Linked DNA regions of Sus scrofa: region 1 is linked to region 2. A link is a contact called in public HiChIP or PLAC-seq data. All regions are on one chromosome and are shown on one strand. Each heading gives the region's core, a stretch centred on a gene start, on an enhancer-like site or on the middle of the called end of the contact. The rest is flanking DNA. Distances are from core to core; before and after follow the strand shown. Region 1 has its middle 66 kb from the start of TMEM212. Region 2 overlaps FNDC3B (fibronectin type III domain-containing protein 3B).

The links. HiChIP or PLAC-seq counts read pairs in DNA pulled down with a chosen protein or histone mark.
Region 1: an H3K27ac HiChIP or PLAC-seq map of alveolar macrophages shows a contact between it and region 2. The contact joins two enhancer-like sites. A contact is called at or near these places in 1 of 47 Hi-C or Micro-C datasets (embryonic fibroblasts) and 1 of 2 datasets of contacts at active chromatin or transcription factors (alveolar macrophages).

Annotation. Positions count from the first base shown.
Region 1 is chr13:110,476,519-110,483,347 of Sscrofa11.1, forward strand. No RefSeq gene overlaps it. Among named protein-coding and RNA genes, the nearest start is that of TMEM212, 66 kb to the left of the region's middle. Within about 2 kb of position 1,948, at least 1 of the 83 cell types and tissues checked has an H3K27ac peak or open chromatin away from gene starts, as enhancers often do. A contact at or near this core is called in alveolar macrophages, where this site is marked.
Region 2 is chr13:110,723,878-110,730,887 of Sscrofa11.1, forward strand. All of the region lies in intron 3 of FNDC3B (fibronectin type III domain-containing protein 3B), which reads left to right. Among named protein-coding and RNA genes, the nearest start is that of FNDC3B, 140 kb to the left of the region's middle. Within about 2 kb of position 5,439, at least 38 of the 83 cell types and tissues checked have an H3K27ac peak or open chromatin away from gene starts, as enhancers often do. A contact at or near this core is called in alveolar macrophages, where this site is marked.

The DNA.
Region 1 (6,829 bases), core at 698-3,197, 250 kb before region 2:
GTCCTTGTTACTGAGCAATTTTGTGTGTAGTAGTGTATATATGTCACTCCCAACTTCCCAATCCATTCCTCTCCCCAATGTTTCCCCTTTGATAACCATAAGTTTTGTTTCAAAATCTTTGAGTCTGTTTCTGTTTTGTGACTATGTTCTTTTGTATCATTTTTTATTATATTCCACATATTAATGATATCATATGATATTTGTCTTTTCTTTTCTGACTTACTTCACTTAGTATGATAATCTCTAGGTCCATCCAAAAAAAATGGCATTATTTCATTCTTTTTATGGTTAATATTCCATTGCATATCTGTACCATATCTTTTTATTTATTTTTTATTGCTTTTTAGGGCCGCACCTGTGGCATATGGAGGTTCCCAGGCTAGGGGTCCAATCAGAGCTACAGCTGCCAGCCTAGGCCACAGCCACAGCAACACAGGATCCAAGCCACATGTGTGACCTACACCACAGCTCATAGCAATGCCGGATCCTTAACCCACTGAACGAGGCCAGGGATTGAACCCGCAACCTCATGGTTCCTAGTTGGATTTGTTTCCCCTGCACCACAATGGCAATTCTGAGAATGTTCTAGTTTCATTCTTTTGTATGTAGCTATCCAGTTTTCCCAGCACCACTTATTGAAGAGGCTGTCTTTTCTCCATTGTATATTCTTGCCTTCTTTGTCATAGATTAATTGACCATAGGTATGTGGATTTCTTTCTGTGATTTCTGTCCTGTTCCACTGATCTGTGTTTCTGTTTTTGTGCTAGTACCATACTGTGGCTTTGCAAAAAAATCTGAAGTTAGGAAGCCTGATTTCTCCAGCTCCATTTTTCTTTCTCAAGATTGCTTTGGCTATTCAGGGTCTTTTGTGTTTGCATACAAATTTAAAAATTTTTTGTTCTAGTTCTGTGAAAAATGCCATTTGTAATTTGATAGAGATTGCACCGAATCTCTAGATTACCTTGGGTATCATAGTCATTTTGACAATATTGATTCTTCCAATCCAAGAGTGTGGTATTTCTTTCCATCTGCTTAGGTGATCCTCAATTTCTTTCATCAGTATCTTATAATTTTCAAAGATCAGGTCTTTTGCCTCTTTAGGTAGGTTCATTCCTAGATATTTTATTATCTTCAATGTGATGATAAATGTGATTGTTTCCTTAATTTCTCTTTCTGATCTTTCATTGTTGGTGTATAGGAATGCAAGAAATTTCTGTGTATTTATTTTGTGTCCTGCAACTTTACCAAATTCATTGATGAGCTCTTGTAGTTTTCTGGTAGTATCTTTAGGATTTTCTATGTATCATGTCATTTGCAAACAAGGACAGTTTTTCTTTTCCAATTTGGATTCCTTTCTTTTCTTTTTCTTCCCTGCCATGGCCAGGACTTCAAAAACTGTGTTGATTAAATGTGGTGAGAGTGGACAACTTTGTCTTTTTCCTGTTCTTAGCAGAAATGCTTTCAGCTTTTCACCATTGAAAATGATGTTAGCTGTGGGCTTGTCATTTATGTCTTTTATTATGTTGAGATATGTTCCCTCCATACCCACTTTCTGGAGAGTTTTTATCAGAAATGGGTATCAAATTTTGTCAAAAGCTTTTTCTTCATCTATTGAGATGATCACATTGTTTTTATTCTTTAGTTCATTAATGTGGTATATCACATTATTTGATTTGCATATATTGAAGAATCCTTGCATTCCATGCAGTATCTTGATTTAATCTGAAGCAACAATGTACTCTAAAAGAAGGATATATTTTGCAGATAGAGCCATTGAAATATCAGAGCATTGTTAAGCTTCCAAATAGGGTGTTTTAGAAAAATAGACTCAACTAGTATATATTCCTCTTTTACTGTCCCTCTTCCTCTTTCATGCTGCCTTGAATGAGGATGCAATGGCTAGAGTTCCAGCCATCATTTTGTAACCCTGAGAATGCCAGCCATGGTGAAACATATAGAGAAGCTGGGTGTCTAATTATTTCATAAAGTATTATACCATCCCATATGGTTACCTCTGGACTTAACAAAATACAAGTGCTCTGTGAGTCTTATGTATGAAATACTGTTAACCTTATGTATTCTAAACACTTTTAGAGATAATTTAACCCTATTGAAACCTAGTGCCAGGTTTTAATTTTTTAATTTATTTGAAGTGGCTATTACAGTGACTTTATTTTTTGCCATTGCTCATTTCTTAAACTGCCAAATCTAATTATAATTGAAACAGGGTGATTTTATGTTCTGCTTATAAAATAAAAAGTGAAACCATATTTTGGAAAATGATTAAGTATTTGGCTTATAAATGTCCTTATGAAGAAACTCTATTTCCAGGAATAGATCCTAACGAGTGTGTGTGTGTGTGTGTGTGTGTGTGTGTGTGTGTATGAGAGAGAGAGAAGCTTTAAGAACAAAAGACACTTATAAGAAAAATAGAAGCAACCTAAAGAGCAATGTAATAAAATGGGTAATAAAATATGATACATTCAGGAGTTCCTGTTGTGGCTCATCAGATTAAGAACCTGACATAGCGTGTGTAAGGATGCAGGTTCAGTCCCTAGCTTGCATTGCTGCAAGCTGTGGCATAGGTCACAGATGTGGCTCAGATCGGGTGTTGCCATGACTATGTCATAGGCCTCAACTGTGGCTCTAATTTGATCCCTGGCCTGGGCACTTCCATATAGTATAGATATGGCTGTAAAAATAAAATAAATATACTAAATAAAGTAAATTAAACATGATACATTCATGGAATTAATAAACTAGAGAAACAACATTTTTACTTTAGAAAGCATTTTGTGGTACCAATTTAAACAATATTGAAGCCTATGATGTAAAAGTTATATTCTCCCTTTCCTACGTAAGTTCCACACTCCTGTTTATGATCTAGTGCATATCATTCCACAGTTTTTCCTTTGTCTTTACAAACAAATGCAGATGTATCTTTATTTTATATAACGAAGAAAAATTGGATTATAACACATATAGAAAAGAAAAATTATTGAAAATGCTCATAGTATAAGAAATTTTATAAATAATGTATAAAATTTGTTATACAGCAAGATCCCAATTACATTTCAACAAGTGCCTAGAAAAAAGACTGGAGTGAATATATAAACAAATATGTGAATAAATGAATATTAAATACATATTGCCAGTATTAATAAATAGTTTACTATTAATAATAAATATTATTTTTTCTTAGAAATACAGAATTTTCTCCAAAATCCCAATAAGGCTAAAAGTAAAAAACATCTTATTACATTTCAAGGGAAGTATAAGAGACTGAGGGCACATATTTGAACCACCTGCCTCCCAGTCTCATCCAAAATGACCTAGAAAATTTTAAAATATGTAAAACCCTAAATAAGTACTGGAAGCTAGGGAAGGAAACCATACAAATGCCAGAAACTTCAAAGAATTTCTTCTAAATCCTGTGCAGTTGGGACCAGATTAAAGGACATCCAGGGCCAATTTACCAATCACTGAGGAACAGCTTGACTGGAAGGGACGACGGCTGGAGGCCGACTGTAGGACCTATCAGTGAATCTTTTAGCTCTTGAAAATTGAGTGAATTTGAGGATAGGAAAGGTAGCAAACAATGGCAAACAGTTCAAGCAGAAAGCCCATGCACAGCAGCAATACTGTGTTATTGGATGTTTTCCCCAAGCTTTGGAGAATTTCACTGCCTCCGTGGAGCTAGGCAGGAAGGCAAGGCCTAAGTGTCTCTCTCAAGCAGCAGGCTGCCACTAGCAGGAGTGTTCTTTTCTGATACACTGGGCACCTAGCTAGAGACATTGGCCTGGGCATCTGTAACACACACCAGCCATAAGCGTGGGGGTGTCTACAGAAGCCCTAGGTAGGCATTAACCACAAAATCTGTCAGCACAGCCCTCTTACAAAATACAAAGAAAAATCTTTCTAAGTTGAAGTTTAGATAGCTATCTTTTTTCACATTTTGACCTCACCCTTACGCAATACATAAATTAATTTGAGATGGATAATTGATATAATTGTGAAAAGTAAATTGATGAAGCTTCTAGAGAAAAACATGAAGTCTTCATGATTTTTGCTTGAGCAAATTTTCTTAAATAGGGTACCAAAAACACTAGCCAGAAATAAAAGATTGAAAATTTGAGCTTTACTCAAATGGATAATTTGTTTATTAGAAGACAATGAGGAGTTCCTGTCATGGCTCAGGGGGAACAATCTGACTAGGAACCATGAGGTTGCAGGTTCGATCCCTGGCCTCCCTCAGTGGGTTAAGGATCCGGCATTGCTGTGAGCTGTGGTGTAGGTTGCAGACATGGCTCAGATCCTGCAGTTGCTGTGGCTGTGGGTAGGCTGGAAGCTGTAGCTCCTATTTGACCTCTAACTTGGGAACCTCCATATGCCATGGGTGTGGCCCTAGAAAGACAAAAAAAAAAAAAAAAAAAAGATAATGAGAGTGATAAGGCAAACTACAGACTGGTAGAAGACCTTTGCAATAGATATAAAATACAAAGGACTCATATCCAGCTTATACAAAGAATAAAATCAAACAAAAGAATAAAACTGACAAAAAAATTTAAAATGGGTAAAATACTTTAATAGTCACTTTGGAAAACTTAATGGATAAATGAGCAATAAATGTGAACATTACCAATTAGAGGAAAAGGCAATTAGCTAACAATATGAAGTTTGGCAAAGATGTGGAGTAACTGGAACTCTCATAAATTGTTGGAAGGAGTGTAAACTGATTTTTTTTTAATTCATTTTAAGAAAATGTTTGAGAGTGTCTACTAAAAACATGTCTATACCCTATGGCCCAGAATTCCACTTTTAGGTATATACCCTACAGAAATAAGTACTTGTATCTATGAAAATACTTGTGCAAGTGTGGTCATAGAAGCTTTACTTATGAAGCCAAAAGTATATATATTTTAGAATATTCACATCCATATGAAAAATAAAAAACTATATGCAAAAACATGGATTAGTCTGAACATAATGGAACAAAAGAAAACAAAGTAAAAGAGTAGGATGATGGTTGGGTCCATCAAGAAGCGCTACTGAGACTGTGTTAGAAGCACAGAAAATTTGCTTGGAATAGGAACAGGCACAAAAAGCCTCCAGGTCTGACATATAGTGACGGAAGGATGGAAAGTTGGGTAGAAACAGTTCTAGGAAAATCTTGGCCAGCTCCATGAGGAGCTTCAACACGAAGATTACCCATAAAGAGGTTTATAGCCAGAAATGGCAAACTCTTGTACCACCATGCTCAGTCATCAACCGGCACAGCCTAGAAAGTGCATGATCTTTTCTCAAAAGATGAAGCAGAGCCTGAAGCACTTACATCTGGAGACTGTTGATGAACTGCACTCCTTGTGGCAAGTTTTTTTTTGAAGGGACATCTGAGTGACGTACCTTCATGGCTACTACAAGAACCTACTATACAGTTGCACTTGGGTGAAGTCCACAGCCATCAGATGTAATCCACAGAGACAGAGGTCAGAAGAGCAAGGGATTGTGACTGGGAGGGGACAGGAAGAAGCCTGCTGGGTGGTAGGAAATATTCTATTTCTAGGTATGCACAGTGTTATGTTTCTAGGTATGTACAAATATACACACACATATATTACATATATATACATATATGCATATATGTATGTGTGTAAATATATAAAATTATTTATGAAATTTGTGATATATGTTGTATTCTATTATATATGAATGTATATTCTGAGATATATATTCTGTTTTAAAAGGAAGGGAATGGTGGAGAAAAAGTTTCCTTTCCAAGATTGCACATGGCCCTGATCCCTGAGGATTGTTAGATTAAGGAACCAGCCACATGCCTTCTTTTCAGAATCTAGAGGTCCCTAAAAGTATAAGTGTGAAAAGACTTTTAAAATTCCCATCATTTGGCTTCTGGAGGAAATAACCAAAAAAAAAAAAAAAAAACTCACTGTTTTTTAAATATAAGTGAAAAGAAAATTGCCCAGCCATGTAGGACTAGATTTGGCTGTGACAGAAAACCCAAAATAATAGTATCTTAAGATAGAATTAATTTCACTATAACCTAAAAGAAGTCCAGAGGCATACAGTCTAGGCGTGGTTTGGGCTGCACAACAGGTTCCTTCCATCTTACTGTTCTGCCATTCTTGGCTTGTGGTTTTTACCTTACTGTCCAAGAGAGATCTTTGAGCTATAACCGTTAAATGTGCATTCCAACAGCAAGAAAAGAAGACAAAGAACACGTCTGAAAGTTACATAGAGCACTTCCACTTCCATCCCACTGGGTGGAACTTAGTTTTATGAGCACACCCAGCTGCAAGGGAGTCTGGGGCATGTACTCTTTATTTCAGATGCCAGACGCCCAGCTAAAAATCAGAGTTCTATTTCTAAGGACAAAAGGAAACTAGGTTATTGGGGAATAACTAGCAGATTCTGCCTTAATCTCACAAGAATTTATCATCTGAAGGAAAGAAAACATGAAAAAGTAGAGAAAAATCAGACCAAAGTAATACATATAGTTTTGGAACAGAAATTTTTAGATGCATCTGTGTTATGCTATTAATTAAAAAAAAAATATATATATATATATATATATATGTGTACACCTGGAAATGAGGGATAAAAGATAAATTGAACAGAATTGAGGAGGGAGTTAGTTGAGAGAAAGCATTTTGAAATTAATTACAACATCGTGAGATTTTTGTACTTCGTTAGAAGTAGTGTCAGTTGAACAGAACTGACAATGTAGAAAACTGAATCAGTAATAAAATTGATAAGCTTGATGAATTTCCATAAAACAGGGAAAACAGGTAAGAGAGATGTACACTTGGAGAGA
Region 2 (7,010 bases), core at 4,189-6,688:
CCTCATCTCATTCTTTATATTCATGAGATCATTTTTGTTAGTTGCCTTTAAATTAGAGCCAAATAAAAATAATCTCTGAGCTGGGTTAGAAAACTCAGTTCCTGCTGTAACTGCAGATTTCCTGGGGAGGACGAAGGAGGGGCCAGTGATCAGAGAGGATTCTAGAGCTTCCCTTCAGAGTTCTTCCCCAGGATGATGATGGTCAAGTAAGATCATGTGAGGCTGTTTTATGATTGGTAAGTACTGAGGGAACCATGAGTTTATCTGCAGCTGTAGCTTGGTGTTTATTAGTATTTGTTGTAAAGCTGGTTTAGTGTTGCTGAATTTTCTTAGCTTTTGCTTATCTGTGACACTTTTAATTTCTCCTTCAAATCTGAATGAGAGCCTTGCTGGGTAAGGTAGTCTTGCTTGGAGGTGTTTTCCTTTCATCATGTTAAGTATATCATGCCACTCCCTTCTGGCCTGCAGAGTTTCTGCTGAAAAATCTGCTGATAACCTTGATAACTTTACTGGGGTTCCCTTGTGTGTTATTTGTTTCTTTTCCCTAGCTGCTTTCACTGTTTTCTCTTTGTCTTTAATTTTGGTCAGTTTGATTAATATGTGTCTCAGGGTGTAATCCTTGGGTTTATTTTACATGGTACTCCTGGATTTGATTAAGTGCTTTTGCGCTTCCTGGATTTGATTGAGTGGTTCCTTCCTCATGTTAGGAGAATTTTCGACTATTATATCTCTTGGAATATTTTTTCTGTCCCCTTCTCTCTCTCTTCTTCTTCTGGCACCCCTATAATATGGATATTGGTGTGTTTAACGTTGTCCCAGAGTTTTCTGAGACTCTCTTCATTTGTTTTCAATCTTTTTTCTCTTTTCTGTTCCACATCCACAATTTCCACTAATCTGTCCTCCACCTCGCTTATTTGTTCTTCTGCCTCCTGTATTCTGCTGTTGGCTGCTTCTAGTGAATTTTTTATTTCAGTTATTGTATTTTGCATCTCTTCTTGCTTGTTTTATATCTTGTATCTCTTTGTTTAGTGTTTCCTATAAGTAGTCCATCTTTGCCTCCAGTTTATTTCCAATGTCTTGCGTCATCTTCAGCATCAACAGTCTAAAGTCTTTTTCCTGGAGGCTGAGAATCCCCTGATCACTTAGCTGTTTTCTGGCGTTTTTTTCTTTCTCCCTCATCTGAGTTATAGTTCTCTGTCTTTTCATTTTTATAGGTTTTTGGTGTGGTGACGTTTTTACAGATAATCGAGTTCTAGCCTCTCTTACTTCTGGTGTCTGCCCCCCTTGTGGCTGAAGTTGGTATGGGGGGGTACTTGCCATAGGCTTCCTGATGGGATGGACTGATGACTGCCCACTGGTAGGTGGAGCTGATTCCTATGCCTCTGGTGGGTGGGGCTTTGTTTCTGGATGGGATTAGAGGCTGCTGTGTGCCTGGGGGTGGGACTGTGATCCCACTTGGATTGTTGTTTGCCCTGGGGCTTCTCATCACTGACTGATGGGTGGGGCCAGATTTTCCCAAAATGGCCACCTCCAGAGAAAGGCAGCTGCTGAATATTCCCGAGAGCTCTGCTTCCAAAGTCTTTCCCCCACAATAAGCCACATTCACCCCTGTTTTCCCAGGAGGTCCTTCAAGAACTGCAGTTAGGTTTGACTCAGATTCCTATGGAGACTTTGCTTTGCCCTGGGACCCAGTGCATGTGAAAGTCCATGTGTGCCTTTTAAGAATGGGGTCTCTGTTTCCCCCAGTCCTATGGAGCTCCTGCACACACGCCCCACTGGCCTTCAATGCCAGATGCTCTGGCGGCTCTTCTCCCAGTGCCAGATCCCCACACATGGGAGTTTGATGTGGGGCTTAGAACTCTCACTCCTATAGGTGAGTCTCTGTGAACCAGTTACTTTCCAGTCTGTGGGGCTTCCCACCCAGGAGGTATGGGGTTGTTTATATTGTGAAATCACCCCTCCACCTCTTGATGTGGCCTCCTCTCTGTCTTCTGGAATAGGATATCTTTTTGAAGGTTTCTGGTCCATTTGGTTGAAGATTGCTCAGCATGTAGTTGTAAATTTTGTTCTTTCTAGGATAGAAGTTGAGCTCCAGTCCTTCTATTCTGCCATCTTAATCCCATCTCCCAGCTTGGTGTTTATTAAAGTGAGGCTGATAGTACTTTTCTGAATGACCTGCAATGCCTGTTAATAATTAATATTCCGATTCCTGGACCTCATCCTTTGTCTACTGAATCAGATTCTCTGAGGGCAGGGATCAGAGATTATACATTTTAACAGACTCCCTGGGCATTTCTTCTGCACTTTATGCTAGAGCTTCTTACATTACAAGTTGCAACCTTTTGAAATTTGAAGTTGCTAGTTGTGAGACTTTGCTTTTGGCTAGAGGGGAGTATGAATGTGGTAGCTCAGTGAGAGCTCACAAAAAAGTTACTAAGTGAAGAGTTTCCCAGACATCTTTACTGTCTTGGAAATAAGGGTGAAAGATTCATGTCTTGAAAACATGAGTTTCTGCTACCCTTAATTGATGTAATTCTCCCTATAGCCCTGAAGAAGGTACAATTTTTATCACCCCCATTTTTTTCCCGGGGTCAAACTGAGGGTTAGGAGAGGCTTAGTAACTTGCTCAGAACCACACTCTTCGCCCAGGAGCTGAACTTGAACTCCAATATGAGCCTAAAGCTGAACTTCTCAGCCTCTGTCCATGCTGGATTGCCAGGTGCAGACAGAAGCAAGGGGAGGCAGGTGGAAGCCACTATCACTGCAGCAGTGGGCCAGGAGGACATCATACAGACCGAAACAGCAGAAAACCCGGTACGGATGGTACACCAATGTGTGAATTCCAGCCCTAGGAGAGACATTTGTAGGAAGCTAGCAGCTTTGTCACCTGAAAGCTCGTATGTTGACCTTCTAAGGCAAGGTAGAAGAGAAGATTACAAGTTCTACTTAAAACTGCCTGTGAACTTTTCCTAAGACTTCGGGAGTCAATGCATTTTCTTGACAGAGGGTAAGATGCAGATTAAAAAAAGTTAAGGGGCCTGTCTAAAATCTCACAAGGCATCAAGGTTTTGGGAACAACAGGGGAAAAAGGGAGGAGAGAAAGCACTGAAAATTTGATGTGTGAAGATGGGTGAGCCGGGATGGCCTTGAAATCCCATATTCTTGTCATTTTATTATGTCTTGGAACCAAAGATAACCAAGAAAATGATGGTTAAAAGGGATAAAAATGTGAGTTATAATAGAAGGTCACAGAAAAGGCAGTTGGAAGAAGCTTAAGGTAGTTTGGGGGTAAAAAGCCTGTGTTGCCTTCTGAGAGCCTCGGAGTCTCTTATTTCCATACTGCCCTGTTCAATTTCAGCTCCCTCACACAGTGGGTAAGCTTTAGTATTTCTGATGTTCATACTTCTGCCTTGTGATTAAATATGAATACCATAAATATTCGAATTTGACTAGAAAATTGATTTGTCTTTGGAATGTCTAGTTTTAAAAAAGTTTACTGTACATTTGCTATTCAATAGAGGCCAGTGGACTGTGGAATCTCATAAAAAATAGCAGTTGTGATCAGGGTTAATGTAGGATGTAAGCTTGCAGAAAGTACTTTGAGGCAATTAAAACAGCTCTATTCAAACAACATTCATCCCATAGATACAGGGGGATAGCATGAACTGAAACTCCTGGGTTTTTATGCTGCCTCCTCCCTGCTAACCACATACATACACACATTCCTCAGCTGTAAAGGTTTACCCAGGTGATTTCATCTCCTTGGCCTAACTTTCCTCACCAGTCTGATGAGAAGAGTTAGTGGATGCTTTTACGTTCCACAGTCATCAACTGAAGTTTGTGGTGGCCCCAGCTAACCCCCATTCTGACCTAGTGACTCACGGAGACATTTTTCTTCTTCCTCCTCTCTTCACATTTACACGTTTTGATTGCATTATTGCTTGTACTTAGTGGGGCCGTAGGCAAAGCATGTCATCCTCTGAAGCACATAGAAGTGCGTGTGGACAGGCATGTTGCCCCTGGTTCTGGCCATGCCTCTGCCATCCATTCAGCTGGATGGTGTTTCTGCAAAGTGGACCATGACTCTCCTGGGGGTTTGGTAGAGCAGACTCCTGGCCCTCTTGCAGATCTATTGAGGAGGAATCTCTGGAAGTAAGGCTCTAGACTCTGTATTTTAAGAAGCCTCCAAAGTGATCTTTGGGCTCACTACAAATTGGTAGCCTGAGTGATTTAGTTCTAAGTAGGTATTACAGTCTTTCGATATATCCCATGGTTCTCTGAAGACAGGGTCCGTGCTGTACGTGTACGTGTGTGTATGAATAAAACTTCTCAGAATAAGTTGTGGTCATCTGGTTTGTCTCTTCATGTAACAAATATTTGCATGCTTATTGTATACAAAACCTTGTGTTAGTTGCTGTGGGAATAGAGGCAGAACAGATCTCAGTGACTGATGAGTTACGAGGGACATGGTTTATGGCTGGGTTTATAGCGGGGTGTGGGAATCTCGATGTGCCATTAAGAGAAAAGGGAACACAGGCAGAGTGGGCAGCAGCTTTGGGAGAGGAGATGCCTGTGTAAATGGGAGTCTTTAGAGTGATGATGAAATAAGCCTGAATTTCCACAACTAGTTATGAAACTGGTACCCCTTAAAGATTCATAGTATTGTAGACTATGGGGGAAGGGGAGTCTTTTAGATGCTGTTTCAGTCTCTTCAGAAGCAGGAAAAACTGGTATCATTTGGAGGCTATCTGGTTTAGGTCAGAGGAAAAATATAATGAGGGAAGCCATTATGTTTAAAGATGACCTTTCCTCTCAGACTTGAGAGAGGCTGGTGTTCTTAATAACCTCTAATTGATTTTGAATCTCTAACAGAATGACCCCTAGAAATAAAATTTGAAGTGATGTAGGCATGCTAAGTAGATATGTTCATTTAGTATTTTTAAAACATGCCTTTAGAGCTTGCTCTCCATGGTCAAGGAAAGTGTTGGCATGTCATCTTTAAAGTGCGCCACCAGGCTCCCCTCTTCCTCCTTGGCTAAGGGAGGGGGGCACAGACTGCTGTTCTCACCCACTGAGTGCATTTCCACAGGTAGCCTCATGGTGTTTCCCCAGACTGCTTAATAAATGAAAGTCAACTGTTACTGCTTTTTCCTTACTTTGGCCTGAAGATGATGCAGGGTGGCCTGTTGAGTTTCAGAGGGTCTTAGAATTCTAACCAGAAGTAGTATTAAGTGTGTGTGCCCTTCTCAACAGCAGTGGCCTCAGCACTGAGTTGTTTTTGCAGTTGTGGCTGTGACTTCCCTTCGTTCCCCCAGAATCGGTATGGTACACTGGGAGAAATCCTTTGCCAACAGGACCGGAAGTGACAAGTGAAGGTTGGGCTCAGTGGAGGAGAACAATTCAAGGAGCTGGTGTAGTCACAGGAAGGACAGAGTCAGGAAGAAGCATGAGTCAGCCTGGTGGTTGTCCGTGGTCTTCTCACACCAGCCGCAGCAGATCTGGGGACAAAGATTGAGTCAGAGCTGCCTGGCCGGAGGTCTGGGCAGCGCAGTGGATGTGATATGCCAGACACCAAGAGAACTTCCTGAGGCTTAGAGCTTTCTGGGCTCTTCTTGTTGTGTGGGAACCTATGATGAGCACCATGCTTTTTGCCTCATCCCCTATCCTGAGCCTCAGCCCTGGCAGAGCCCTGGAGGCAGTACTGGGTACATTTTTGCCAGTGGTGCTTTCAGAATAAGTGGTCAGGGTGTGATTTGCATTTGGCATTATCAGCAGTGCTACACCCAAATGCAAATGCTAAGAACCTGTTAAGGACAGAGGACTCTAATATGGAATCTTGAAGAAATTTCTCTACTTTGAGCATAGTATGCATGTTTTTAATGCCAGTGGAAGTAAAAACGCATTGGTAATTTGGAGTGAATTTTAAGGGTTCTTATAGTAGAATCTGTTTAATTTAGTGACAGGATGTAATGAACTTTGAGTACATGAATGAGACATAGAGATGAAGAATTTTACTTGTTTAAAAAAGGGTTAAAAAAGAACTGAGTCTTACACAAAGCTTTCTGCTCCAAAGCCCCACCCCTTTTGCCACACTAGCGGCAGAGAAATTACAGAAAGCTGATTGTGTTGTCTATTTGGCAAGTCAAAGCAAGATACAGCAAGCTAAAAAGATGACTATCCCAGATTGCTTTCACTTTCTGTGACATAAAGGTTCTAAATATAAGAAATAAGAAGCCCCTGGGCAGTTGCTCTTTGGAATTTGTGTGGACAGATCCAGGTCATCCTTGTACTTCTTTGTGCTTTTTAAGAAGTGAGACTTTCTGATTAGGGGGTCAGAATTTCTGTCTGATAGCTCTTAAGTTTGATTTGTTACAAACTTTAAATTTATAATTTCTGATAAAATAGGAAACAAAAATTGCTTTCTTGCTCTCGATTTCATTATCAGAGGTTTACATTAGTCACGTATTAAAACCTTGAATTTCTCCTCTACTTTACAAATACATTAAACAACTCTGATTTTTATTTCATTTTTGCTCTGTTATTAATGCATTTGCTTTAATTAATTATATGTCCAGTATGGTTCTTAAAGAACTTTGTCAGAATGTGTCATTTTTACTGACTTTTGGCTGTTGTTCAAATATAGTAAAGTTATTAATTGGTCTTAATGTTTGCTTTATAAGAAAATGCAATCTAGGAGTTCCCATTGTGGCTCAGCGGAAACGAATCTGACTAGGAACCATGAGGTTGCGGGTTTGATCCCTGGCCTCGCTTAGTGAAAGATCCGGCATTGCTATGAGCTGTGGTGTAGGTCACAGACGTGGCTCGGATCCCGAGTTGTTGTGGCTGTGGTTTAGTCCGGCAGCTGTAGCTCTGATTGGACCCCTAGACTGGGAACCTCCATATGCCACAGGTGTGGCCCTAAAAAGACAAAAACACCAAAAAAACATTTCTTCCAGTCTTTAGTGGCATATTATGCTTCTACTTATCCAGGTTTTGCTAGTCTTAGGTAG